2 separate regions of the Mus musculus genome follow, and region 1 is linked to region 2. A link is a contact called in public HiChIP or PLAC-seq data. All regions are on one chromosome and are shown on one strand. Each heading gives the region's core, a stretch centred on a gene start, on an enhancer-like site or on the middle of the called end of the contact. The rest is flanking DNA. Distances are from core to core; before and after follow the strand shown. Region 1 holds the start of Arrdc4 (arrestin domain containing 4). Region 2 holds the start of 4833412C05Rik (RIKEN cDNA 4833412C05 gene).

The links. HiChIP or PLAC-seq counts read pairs in DNA pulled down with a chosen protein or histone mark.
Region 1: a contact with region 2 is called in an H3K27ac HiChIP or PLAC-seq map of embryonic stem cells, with 5 times the contacts expected there. The contact joins the promoter of Arrdc4 here to the promoter of 4833412C05Rik in region 2. A contact is called at or near these places in 2 of 115 datasets of contacts at active chromatin or transcription factors (astrocytes and embryonic stem cells).

The regions. Positions count from the first base shown.
Region 1 is chr7:68,744,907-68,751,633 of GRCm38.p6, reverse strand. It overlaps Arrdc4 (arrestin domain containing 4), which reads left to right and starts at 2,396. Exons shown (of 8, transcript NM_001042592.2): 1 at 2,396-2,865; 2 at 6,423-6,489; 3 at 6,705-6,727. The coding sequence starts at 2,568.
Region 2 is chr7:67,799,179-67,806,352 of GRCm38.p6, reverse strand. It overlaps 4833412C05Rik (RIKEN cDNA 4833412C05 gene), which reads left to right and starts at 2,857. Exons shown (of 3, transcript NR_045954.1): 1 at 2,857-2,988. Gm34350 (a long non-coding RNA gene) reads right to left here and starts at 3,164. Exons shown (of 3, transcript XR_391567.3): 1 at 2,993-3,164.

The sequences.
Region 1 (6,727 bases), core at 1,147-3,646, 950 kb before region 2:
CTCAAAGTCCAGATGGTCCAGCTTTATGGCAAGTGCCTTTACCTGCTGAGTCATCTCACCAGCCCCAAGAACTACATTTGCTAAACTGCTCTTGCTCACACATCCAGGTGCCTATAGTCTAAAATCATTACTGGCACAATCATTGCTGGCACAATGACTCGTGCTTATAAATGCTAGCACTTAGGAGAGAGAGGGGGTCTGGACACCTGAACTACCCATATTTACTTAGTGTAAACCCTGTCTCTAAAACCTAAAGGTTGGAGATGTGGCTTAGTGAGAGAGAGAGCTTGCCTGCTTTGCAAAAAATCTTAGGTTGGATCTCCAAACCTAGTAAAACAAACAAGCAAAAAACAAACAAGCAAAAAACCAAAATCTTGGTCTCTGGTAGCATGGGATGCCATGTCTACAGTTCTGTCCTGGTGCCAGTCTGTGCATGTCAGTGAACTTTCACCTCTTTCCTAGACACTTAATTTTGAGGAGAACATCTCTCCCTGGAGCCAGTGGAAGATCAGTAAGAGGTCCAGCACTATTCATCTGTCTCAAAACCGGTGGTTGTGATCCATCATTCAGTGTTTGTTAACACACATTGATTGAGTATTGCTTGCTTCTGTGTTAGATACAAAAGGTTAAAAAACAATGCATGAGAGCAAAGTCTTTGTCCTCAGTGGGGGCAATAAACACCGTGCAAGTACATGTTTAAGATCAAGCTGTGCTGTGAAGGAAAGGAAGCAGGGACCATTATAGACACTGTGATCAGGAACCCAAGGGTAGTATTTCGGGACCCCCAGGGCTGGATTTATGGCTCTTTTTACTTTCTTTGAGAAGTGTTAAAGAATCTTTGGACACCCTAAAGCCTTACTAAAGTTACAGTGTTCTTTGAGGGTGTGACTCCTGGCAGGTCAACCATGCTGCAGTGGATGGCCTCTGCTCAAATGTATGAGCAGCACAGATAGAGCACCAGTGAGCTCTATGACAGCAAACCACACTTTAAATTAAATCAACAATTTTGAAAAGAGGACGTGAAGTTAGAATATGGAGGTAAGTATGCGTTTGGAAGGAGTTAGGGGAGGAATGGGGGTAGAATATGAGCAAATATACTGCATGCATGCATGGACTTCTTCAAGAATAGAAATATTATACAAATGAATAAATAGATAGATAACAATAAAAATGCCCGTGTTGATCATCTAAACTCAAAAGAGTGCAGTAAAACAACCTATACTTTCAGAGCCTTGGAAAGAAAATATCCTTCAGTTTCAATTTTCAATTATCAAACCTTGATAACAGCTTACGCACTTAGAATTTTAACGAGGGGAAATAAAGGATTACAAATTGATAGACAAATAATTACACATATTTAAATATTCTAGATACCAAAAGGCTATCTAGAACGGTGTGAATTAAAAAGAAACCAGCAAGAAGAGCTGTGGGTTTGGGGAACAAGTCACGGAGACAGCTGGGCATGTTCTAGGACTATGATCCCGGGGTTACGAAATCCTTTTGGGTGGGGCACTTGTGTGTCAAGTATCGATCTTTTTTTCCAGACATAATATTTGCACACTTTACAACTTATGCATGTATATAACGACCAAATAGAGTATTATTCAGTCAATAATGGAGTCCTTCTGTTTGCATCAGCACCAATAAGTGGCAGGTGCTGTTTTAAAACCACGACCTTATTTAGAGGCAGAAGAACCAGAGACGGAGTCTGGCTGGACTTCAGCAACCAGGAACAGAACTTCTCAGGACAAAAGCACTAAGAATCACAGCATTCTTCCAAGACATTGGCTCTCAGCTAGTACAGGAATTCTGTCTGAGACCCAAAGAGGTGTGGCTCAGAATCATGAAAGTTAGCAGATTCTGATATCTGCTTTAAAGTTCCAAGGCAGCCAGCATAAAGCGAGACTCCTGAGTTCCATTTTCCAAGAAACCTTTTGCTGGGCACTCTGCAGAAGTAATCTTAAACTGGGCCTGCTGCAGCCACAAGTTCATGTTCTAGTACAAACTACTCTAGCCTCTCTGAGCTGGAAAGCCCGCCCCCACTATAACCATAGCAACGCTGACACCAATGCGCCGGTGAGCCGGGAACCGCCCCCTCCCTAACAGATATTGTTTCCCATCCTCTGTCCACATGGGCGCACTGCCTCACTATTGGTCTGTGGCCCAGGACTGTGCCTTGCTCCCACCAATAAAGGTCCTGTGCACGTGCACTATGGTGTCTCCCGATTGGTGAAGCCCTCCTGATCACGCACCACCGTCCTGCTCAGCCTGGTGTGGGGGCGCCAATGAAATGACTAAGTGGCCATGTACAGCCAATGGGAAAGAAGCAGGTTTCGCGACTGGCCAATGGCAGTGCTCTGTAGGCGGGCCGTGTCAGCCCCTTTCCAGTCCCAGTGGGGTGTGTTAAAGAGACAGGGCCCCAGTGCGGGTGTTTCACCCGGCTGGGCGCTGTGGCCGTAGTGGCCCTGGGTGTGCGGCCGGCGCCCGTGACAGCAGCGTCGCGGAGCCGGCTACCCCGACCTGGGGCCACTGCGGATCTTGGTGGCAGAGCCGCATCGCCTGGCGGAATGGGAGGCGAGGCGGGAGCCGATGGTCCTCGGGGCCGTGTCAAGAGCTTGGGGCTAGTGTTCGAAGATGAGAGCAAGGGCTGCTACTCAAGCGGCGAGACAGTGGCCGGGCACGTGCTGCTGGAGGCGGCAGAGCCGGTGGCCCTGCGCGGACTGCGCCTGGAGGCCCAGGGCCGTGCCACCTCTGCCTGGGGCCCGAGCGCTGGGGCCAGGGTCTGCATCGGTGGGGGCTCTCCCGCAGCCTCCTCAGAAGTGGAATACTTGAACCTGCGGTTGAGTCTGCTGGAGGCCCCAGCTGGTGAGCTTGGAGATCCCCAGGGAGGGGGGCGGGAAGGGGCGCGTCCCTGGGTGCTGGGTGGCACTGAGGGAAGCTTCTGGAAGGGGAGTCATCTGCTGTCACGGGGGAAGGGCAGGAGGCCAAGCCTGTGCCCCTACCTGGCTTCTAGGAGGAGGCCAGACCCTTTTGTGTTGGTGTGTACCTTTGAACTTAGCTTCCTGCGATCTTCTAGTAACCTATTACAGAATCGTTGCCATGGAAACCCGCCATCTGACTGTCTGGGTTCTAGGTCCTTCCTCACCTGGAGGCATGGAAGGTGGAATTGGTGACATTCTGTTATGTGGTGCCCAGAGTTTGATGGCCTGCTGCTCCTGCCTGTCCTGGCCCTAGACACTCCCGGGTTCATGATGATTTACAGAAAACTAAATCTTGGGAAAAGGGAAGTGGTACTTGGGTAGTTCGAGAGAAGTGTCTCCTCACTGGGGAACATGAATCTCACTAAGAGCCATCCATTGCTGTAGCTCCCCTTCCTCTTACCTCTCCCCATTCAGAAAGGCCTTTGCAGACAATGCCTGCCATCTGGGCCATTTCTGACTTTTCCAGAAGTGCCCATGCATATGTATGTTGGGTTCATGTGATTGCATTTCATCATGAAAATGCTAGTAACCGTGAGTCAGTCTTCTCTCAGTGGAAACTATTGTAAACTTCTATCTGTCTGCCTCATCATCTTGGACCTATCAAATGCCTTAAGCTTACTACCTAGTGCATCGTATCCTCCTGTGGAGAAGTACAATGGTGTCCAGATAAATCCTCAAATATGTGCCTAACGAGAGCTGTATTTTGGATAATGGGGTGTGGCAGGTGAGAGCTCTACCTGCTTTAATGTCCTTTCCTCACTGTGGATTCCAGGAGTCTTTTCTCCCAGTGATTAATAACCAACAAGGATGTTAAAGGTGGCTGACTGGAGGGAAGGCCGTGGCAGCGAGAGGTAACCAGGTTTCTGTTTAAGATTCGGCCCCTGCGCCTGTAAGGATGAGAACTGAACGCTGCTTTGGTAACATCTGGGCTAACAAATAGGTTTTGACTCACAAGTAAGATCTTGTTGCTTTGTTCTAATGAAACAGCTACATCTAGACAGCTGCCAGTTTTCCTAGAATGTGTTAGCAATGGTTATAGTTTGCTTAAAGTCAGCTTTTATTTAAGGAGTGGGGGAACATTTCCCCCACATACTTACAACTTGGAAGAACTTAGCAACTTGACACAGATTCTCAGGGTCATTAACTTCATAAACTAGTTATCATTCAATGACCTAGGGTGATCTTTTTTTTTTTTAAATAACTGTTGACCCCTAGGATCTATTTTAAACTGTTGGATCTATGTTTTAAAAATCTTCCCAGAATATTCTTTAAAATTATTATTCTTATTGAGCCACTTACTATCATTGTGCCTGAACCACTTCAAGTCCTTATGAAAAAAGATCGTGATAGAAAGACCTAGACACCTCGGCCGAAGAGATGGCTCAGCCATTAAAGGCTAGGCTCATAGCCAAGGATATAAGAAAGTCCCAGGGACCAAAGCAGAGAATTAGCTTCAGTTCATAGGCACCCACCAGAGTGTGACCTTACACAGCCCCTCTCGTCCCCTCTACAATGTTTCTAGATCCCAGGGCTCATGAAAAGGTTTCATGAAAAGCTCTGGTTGGAAGGGCTTTGGTGGATAAAGCAGCTTCCTTTAACATTGTAGCCCTCAGTGGACAGGTGGAAACAGTGAGAGCCATAAAACAGAAGCAGAAATGGCCACACCTTACATCTTCTGAATGTTTCTAATTAAACATAAAAATTAAAAAGAGAAAGAAACCTTTTTACTCGGTATTACAGCGTTTGTCCGTTTCCTCAAATTGGTTTTCTCATTTGAAGTCCTGTAAGGCCTGGGTTGGCTTGCTTCTTGAGGGGCTCTTCATCTCTCTTGATCACTTTTTAGTATGCTAGCAACTCTACATGCCCGTTCCCTTCATCCAAACTCTACCCGCTCATCTGTATTCTGGTCCTCAGCTCCCAGGCCCACCATGAAGTCTCAGGACTTCAGGACTCTGTAGTCTTTACTTGATGCAGATATCCATTCCCCTTTCCTCCAATTGTTCTTTTGAGGACCGAAGTATTCATCCTCATTATCACCCGAGCTTGCCATTTAAGTCCAGTAAATCCACACTGCTAAACATTTGTGTGCACTTTGTCATGTGTCACATGGCGATCACACTCTATCTCAGCTCTGCGGGCCTAATGAGCCCCTTGGAAGCGATAAGGTACAGAAGTGTCCCTTGACTCCAGGCCTCTAGCTCTGCTGAGACCCTCCTGAGGCTTGTGTGGCCGTCCACTCCTGCACGTAGGGAGCCTCTGGGATGCACACTGCATCACACCATGTAATCTGAACCTGTGTTCTTCTGACTAGTTATTGTTCACGTTGCCTTCAGGTCACCAGCCTGTGATGTCTTTCTTTACAAAGTGGACCCGAGTTCCTTGTTTCTCCTTAATGTGAAAAGTAGAGAGAAAGGTTTAGGAGACTCGTTGAGTCAGTGATGCATTCTTATTCTCTAAAGGCACAGGACTGAAATACTGCGTTGTTGATAAGTCAACCAAAGAAACCCATCTTGTTAATGGTTTTGACCACATAAAGTAGAAACAAATTCAGGTAGCAAGACAAATTCCGGATCAAGTTGTCTGCCATCTTTTCTCATCGGATTACCTCCACCCATAATGTATAGCTTTTATGATCTTGAAGGGAAAGTCTGTCACATGCCATAGGGAGCCACTGACCAGAGTGGCAGCCACGGGCTCCACTCTGAATCCACATTAAACAGATTGACTATGGAGATTCATCATAGCTTCTGCTGGTGCTTCTGGTCTTACGCCATCCATTCCTGGACTTTGGCCATTGTTCAGTAACAAATCCGTGCATGAAGTTGAAGGATGCTATCAGGAACAGGAGAAGGGAAACCCCATCACTCTCAGTAGAGCTAACGGGTGAAGAGCTGGCCCTTGCTACTTTGGCTGTTTTGTTTATAACTATTACTAACACTGTTAACAAGTTTTCTACCTCTGTTCAAAGAATACATAGAATGAATATTGTAGTGTAACTAAAGACATGTAACTTGTCAATTTGTTGTAGGTACAATTTAATGTTGATATCTCATGTTAGTAAAATTAATGTATGTGTGTATACATGTGTCTGTATATGCACATATACTGTATTTATTTATATATTATATATTACAATACAATATATATATATATCATATGTACATTTTACACACGCACACGAACTTTTGGCCCTAGATAATACTTTATGATAATTGTATAATTGGTCATTTTGTAGATAAAAGGGGTGTGTGTGTGTGTGTGTGTGTGTGTGTGTGTGTGTGTTGTTTCTTGGTAAAAGACAAATTCTAATTTAATTCTCTCAGTCTGCTTAATGTACTTAGAGTGTATTGGCAGGAAAACCACCTTTTAAAAATGGCTTAGATTGTGAGAACTCGTGATTTACTGCTGGCCTTCGTTAAAATGCAGTATGGTCTTTTTCAGGTGAAGGTGTCACCTTGTTACAACCAGGAAAACACGAGTTTCCCTTTCGCTTTCAGCTTCCGTCTGAGTAAGTGATGCTATGTTTTCCATTTCCTCCCCCTGCCTTACATCCATTATTTGAGCACCCGGTGTTCCCCAACACTGAAGTGTGTGTGCCAATCTGTGGGACCCTCCCTGTGCTTATTGTTCTTTTCCTCCTTAGCCCACATTTTAACGGGTGCTTTTCCTGGCTCTGAATAGCTGAAAATAAGCTCATAGAGCAATATCTTTGGTTTATTTCAGACCTTTGGCAACATCGTTTACTG
Region 2 (7,174 bases), core at 1,608-4,107:
AGGCAGTCAGGATACCCTTGGGCAGCTACAATGTTTCCTCCTCCACTAAATCTTGAAGGTAGGCATCCTGTGCACCCCATAGGCTGGACAGTGCTACCAGCCTTGCACCCCATTAGCAGCTACCACACAAAGTTTAAAGTGCGTACCTCAGGCTTTGCAGCTGCCCCACCCCCCATCCCCCACGCGCCAAGTTCATCACTGGGCACCACTGCCCTTCCAAACAAGGATCATCCTTAAGAGGATGGTAATTCAACCTACCTCAAGGCATGCACAGAGGGCAGAATCCAGGCAACCGAACAGAACCAAATCAAGACTTGAGGACTAGCTTATGGTGGGATCAACCTCAGAATGAAGAGCAGAACAAGCCAACACTTGAGTTGGCCGGCACACATAGGAAGGGACAAGCCATGCTGTCATGGTGCAGGCAAACCACAACTGCTCCTGATATAGGGACTGGGTTCTGGGATGTCACAACCAACCTAGACAGCCAGTGAGAGTGCTGTCATTCAAGCTGGCTCCAGAGAGGAGCAGAGGATCCTTCAAGGAGAGCCAGGCTGACCTCCTGTGACATAAAACAGAAATGCCACAGAGGCCACTGAAGGCAGTCACGAGCCTGTGCAATTGGAGGTTTGGTGAACCATCTGGCTATCAGTGGAGTTTTGAATGACTGTAACCAATAAAACAAAGACTGTGGAGCAGCCTGTTCCTGGATAGCCTTTCGGGAACTCCCCACACACGCACGCACTTACTATGTGGCATGCTGAGTGAATTCTTAGAAACCAGGAACCCACCCAAATTAATAGGAACAGCTTCAAAACTGTCTCACGGAAAATAAAGATGTTCCTTGGATTTAATCTTGTTCGCACAGACTTTAAGATAAAAGAGAGGAAGGGGAAGAAGCAGAAGAGGAAGAAGGAAAATCTCAATGTGTGAGATTGCTGTATAATCCCAGCACTGGGGGACAGACAGACAGACTGCTGGGGCTTGCTGATCAACCTAAGGGAATATAGGTGGGCAGCGCCTGAGAAAGGAAACTGAACTTGTCCACTGCCCTCCACTAGAACATGTCCCCACATATATACATGCAACACATACAAAGAAATGCAACCAGGTACCGTAGGATGTAAGGCAAGCATGAACCTGTCACCCCAATAATTTTCAAAAGTTGTCCATAATTGTGTGACTCAGAAAACTGATGTCTTCCCAGGTGAAGAAACCCAAAGTGGGAGGTCATTAGGGTCCCTGTCAGGAGGCAGATGGGGAAGAGCTTAGACTTGTCGGCTTCTCTTTGGAGCCATCAACAACCAAGCAACAAGAACCGGTGCTGCAGACTGACCACCTAGGAGCCATTTTGGAGGTCAGTGAAAGTCCAGGAAGAGGGTCTACTGTTGATCCATCTTTAAAACGTCTCTGTGCTCTGTTTTGAATGCAATTTACCCATTTTATGCTTTGCCTCCATGTATGTATGGGCACCACATGCATGCTTGGCACCTGAGGCGATTGGAAGAAGACATCGCTTGGAACTGGAGTTGCAGATGGTGGAGAATCACCTTGTGTATGCTGGGAATCCAGCCTGGGTCACCTACAAGAGCTGCAAGTGTTCTTAACCACTACAGCCCAAATCTTGGCGTTTTGTTTTTGTTTTTGTTTTTGTTTTGAGACAGAATGTAATTATATAGCCCTGACTGGCCCTCTAGGCTCAAACTCACTAAGCCCCCTGCTTCCTGAGTGCTGGGATGAAAGGCAAGTGTTAAAGTGTTGGGAGGCCACTATGCCCTGCCAGCTCCCTGTGATACCCCTGGGCTTTACCTGGAGGAGTCACTGGAAGGGGCGGCGGCAAGGGTGGGGGTGGGGGGCGTGCGTGCGTGCGTGCGTGTGTGTGTGTGTGTGTGTGTGTGTGTGTGTGTGTGTGTGTGTGTGTGTGTGGCAGTTCTCAATCACTGAAACAAACATTGGCTTTGGGGAACCAGCATTGTCCATTACTGTTGGGGTGACCAGAGCCTTTCTAACCTCAAGATAAAATGGTGGCAATTGTTCTCTTGCAGGAAGGTGTAGGAAAGGAACCAGCCACGTGGCGGTTCGAACTTAAAAACTCTTCGGGCCACAAGGAGGAAAGTGGGTCGCTTCACACCCCCAGGCTCACGGAGAGGCAGGAAGAGCAAGGAGGAGGCGGGGGGGGGGGGGTAGAGAGGAGATTGAGAGGAAAAAGGATGGGCAAGAAAGCGAATCTCCCAGCTGGTGCAGAGCCCCACACGGTGCCTTACTGACACACATCCAGAGATTCGAGTCCCCTGAACCCGCGTGGGTGACTTTGAAGCAGATTCCCGCCTGGCACAGCGCACTCTCCAGCCGCTCACGTGAAATCCATCAAGGCAAAGTCACACCCTACAGCCAGAGCAATTCGGGAAGCTTGACTCTCCCACAAACAAGGTATTGGGCTCTTTCCTCCCCATTCCCTTCCTCTGAAGCTTAGCTTCTCCCTCCGCATCACTGTCCACGTGCGGACTCATAAGGCGCCCACCCCCATCCGGGCGGGTCCCCACCCTAGGGCATTGGATCCTGCGGGTTGTTTACCAGCTGGCCATCTCCCCAGACCCTGCGCGGTGCCGCCACCTGCCGGTGGGAGACTGAACTGCACCCGCGGGTGCGGGCCAGCAACTGCGGGCTGATGACCCAACGCCGCAGGCATCCGAGGATAACCTTTCCCCTTTCTTTCCAAGACCAAATAAGGGGGCTCTTGCCTCTGTGAGCTGTGCCTGTGGCGGTTAAGCCAAGGGGCGTGGAAAGGAGGATCCCAGAACGAGGCTGACAGTCAGCTAAACAACCCACTACATTGTTCCCTCCCCACATGGCCTCCTCCCTGCTCCCCGGCAGTCCCCACATGCAGCAGCAGACTAGTGGGTAGAACTGCAGGGGTATGGAGACATCCCGAACTTCAGCAGCAGCAGTCCCAGCACCCCGCCCCCAACCTCAGGCATGAAGAGCAAGGTACCTGCAGTAGCTTACTCCTGGGTGTTGCCCAAGCTCAGGACCCTCGGGCCTGGGGGTCAGTAGGGCTGAGAGAAGCCTCAGACCTTGGGGAGGGGCGAGAGAGGTGACACTTGTAGAGGAGCTAGACAGGGCTGTCAGACCTCTGAACCTTGGCATCACCCACACAGAGGGAGTCACAGTGGCTGACAGTGTTCAGTAACCACAGAAACCAAGATTTGACCTATATTTTCAAACATGGCCTCGACTCCAGCTTCCCCTCCTTGAAATCGTAGTGAAAGCGTCTGACTTGACTTGTTATGAATGCTCCTCTTGCTTTAGATTCCAGAAGGCCACCCAGAAGGCAAATCAAGAAACCTCACTAGATGGTTTGTGGATAACGGGAGGGTCCTGATGGGTTCCAGGAAGGAGTCAGAGGCTCTCCTCGTTCACTACCTCTTACCGATCACAGTGGTGACTAGATGATTGCGCTCATGTATGTGCTTTTTGACTGTGTGCACTTTGGGTGTTTTGAGTGATGAAACAGAGGGGAGCAAACCAACACTTTGGTCAGGATGACAGAGTGCTTATAGCCTGTCCGATCCGAGCCTTGATTGAGCGCTCCCTGGGTGCTAACCACTGTTCTGAATATCCCACATCATTACCATCTGCAGGTACCTCTGCTACGGGGAAGGACCACGCCTTCAGAAACACAGCCTTCCTCCTACCACCCAGCCAGGTCACTAACTGGATTCAGGCTCAGGCCTTGGGGTTCCAGAGTGTATATACCCTTGACCCAAACCCTAAATGTTCATTAATAGGGATTTGATTCGTTTACTGTACACCCATGTAATGGAATCGTCTTTGGCTGCTTAAATGGGATGTAGACTAGGAATAATTGTCAGAGGCCAAATATCCACCACACACTGTTAAATGGACACAGCAGGGAGTCAACAGCGTGTATAAGTGGATCTTGTCCTGTGGCTGTTCAGAGGGGACTCATGGCAGCACTAAACTGTGGGCCTTGGTGGGTGGCGGAACTTTAGGTGGCTAATTTTACAGGGATGCTTTCTTCCTTCATTGCTGAGCTCTTTGTGATCCACTGTCAAGGCCGTGAATAAATCCCCCACAAAGTCTTCCCTGATCCCCCGAATTGGACACTAACGACCCCCGTGTCCCTCTGGTGTGGGAACTTGCGTGGGATGGTTTCTTAGTTACATAAGCTCTCGGCTCTATTGCCAGCTGAACTGATGACTTTGGAAGGGAGACATGAGCGGTGTCTCCGGTTTCCATGTTTCCTTTGTATCCTCTGTGGGATTCAAATATTTACCTATAGTTTGGCGTCACCCAGTGCTGATGGGAGGACCCAGTGAAGAATTAATTCCATAATTAGTTGTTTGATGTTGGCCTTCTTTTAGTTCAATAAGTTCCCAAGGACAGAGACATGCTTTTCCTAGTCAGCTACATGTCCTGACACTAGGTCTGCCATAGCACACAGCCTGTAGGTACTCCATATAGGTTTACTATGCAAATGAGCATAGCCCTTCGTCTTAAGGAAGCAAAATGGGAGGGTTCTCTATGTCCAGATGTACTATCAAATAATTAAGCATCTCTACAAGGCAGAGACTCTTAGTAGGAACTGGTTCTGGCTAGCAGGGCAGAAAGGGACAGTTTGGAACTGACAAGAAGGCAGAAGAGGCTTTAAAAACTGGGCAGGAAACAAAGGAAATCAAGCTGAAGGAAGACCTAGTCAGAGATACTAGGAAATAGCAGCTGGTTCCAGCACCCCTGAGCACCGTTCCCTGCTCCCACAGATGTTGCCAATGTATCCAGATGCTGCTGCAGTGGCAGATCCTGGCTTGTCACTGCCTTTTGGATCCTTTACCTGAGACTCCTGGTGTCCAGTGAAATCAGCTGGCTAAAGCCAGAGCCATGTACCTAGTGATGTACTGGCTGGTACTTAATCTGCATGCCAACAGGAAAAGCCCTGTATCCTAGCATCTACTGCCCCTGCTGAAAACATCCCTGTCACGGCTGATTTTCATCTGTCAATCACTTAGCCACCAGCTCAAGAGATTCCTGAGGCTTGAAAGGTTGGTGCTGTTGGGCTGATGAGTCATTCTCTGGTGTCTCCCTGTGTAGGGCATGCCAGCCAACCCCCTCCAGAGAAAACACATATCCACATCTCAACACAATGCTGACACCGTGGCAGAGAGGCTAGGCAGGGTGTAGGTCAATACGCTGTCTGGCTATTTGTTACAGGAGCATTCAGAACCCAAAGGAAGGTCAAATGTAGAATCCCAGAGAGTGCAGCATGCGGCTGAGAGAAGTGCCTGGAGGCAGAGGTGGATAACAGGAGAGATGTTTAGATCTGTACCAATCAGACCTCAGGCAGAGTCTCTATTGTGCATATTACAAATAATCTGCCCAGGACAGAGAGCAAGAGCCTGCTCTGAGTTTGTTGATGGACGGTCATAGAAGGCACTCCTGCCTTCTCCAAGAGGGACTGACCTCTCGCACTAGGTCTCAAGTCCAAGGGCAAAAATCGTTACATTCTGGATATAGTGCTGTCCAGAATTTCCTGCGTGTACGAGGCAGGACACCCACAGATCACTAGTGGGCAAGTCGCCTGGGGGATTGAAGCCAGCCAGTGTGATGCTGAAGGCCATGGTGTTGATCATGAAGCCATCCTGACTTGGCCCATCAGTAGCTACTTGTGGTTGTCTTTGAATGAACCACAAGGCATGCCCACAGTTTGGAAAATAGAGACTCTGAGGCTTAGATTAAAGACTCTGTAGGGATGGTATGGTCAGGCTGACCTACCCTGGTATCCCAGGTCCATCCTTGCCAGCTTCCTCCCATGTGGAGTTGCATGTGGTCATGCCCAACCCTGGGTAGCAGGGCTGGGTGAGCTAAGATGTGTGGTAGATGATACCTCACAGTCTGTTAATGAATGCATTCCTATGGGATAGTCTACTCAAGGTGGAATCAATATAGAAATCACTTACTTGGAGTTTAAAAATCATCTTTTATATATCATTTATGGATGATCACTATGTTGTGATGTTGCTGGGAACTTCACTCAGCTGAATGACAGATTGCACCTAGTTACAGAAACAAGCTTAGCAAATGGCGTACATGGTCTGTGTTGTCTTCTCACAGTTGGCCTGGCTGAGAGGGGCCAAGGCACCTGGCCAACTCTTAGCACACGGGCCACCTGGGAAATATCTAGTGACCCTGGAACTTCCTGGAGTCCTGCTGGAGGCATCCAGAGGACCCTTGCCTGAGAAGGTAGGAATGGGACACTAAACGTGGCTTAAGTATTTGGGAGTAAAAATGAATGACCCAGGAGAAAAAGTGCCCATAGGACCATGTTACCATGGACCCTGTTGGCAGCCAACAGGGAAAACTTAAAAAGCGGTGGGTGGGTAAACGGAAATAAAGATGGAGGTTACCAGAAACGTTAGAAATGAGGAAGTTCGTACCAGTACCCAGGCATCTGGATTCCCCACAGTGGGCTGCCTTGTGGGTGATGTGGATCCATTGGGGGAGCTCCAGTTTAACTCCCAGTGGCAGGGATCTTGCCACACTTCTGTGAACAGGAAGATTTGACTTCTCTGCCTCCTCCACCACAGGGCCCTCCCTGTCCCTCCCAGAGCTACACAGAGCCCCTGGGGGTATTATGTCTTTCCCTCACAAAGACATCTTCATAGCCTGGGAGAGGGCGGCTCAGCTGATAAAGGACTTGCCCTGAAATCTTGACCACCTGAGTTTGATCCCTGGTAGAGGGAAAGGAACTAAGTCTTTTGCCTCAGGCCATGGCAGAAGTGAACCTGATGGTGCTGCTGCTGATAATGAAGATGGAGGAGGAGGAGGAGGAGGAGGAGGAGGAGGAGGAGGAGGAGAACAACAACAACAACAACAATGAATAGATTTTTTTTAAAGAAATTGGTCTTTATTACTCATTGCAGTATCTACTTGAGTTCTTTTATTAAAAAAAATGTATGTATCCCATTTTAAACACACAATGAGAGCCTAGTACAGTGTGAATGCTTATGTACACACCATGGAAGACACTGTCTGCAGTTACGCTCTAATGACAGCATCATCAAACCATTTTTACACAGACTTGGTCTGGTCCAGTCACACAATGAGCCTTATTATTGTCTCTTTTTTTAAAAAAAAACAGATGACAGAATTAGACTCA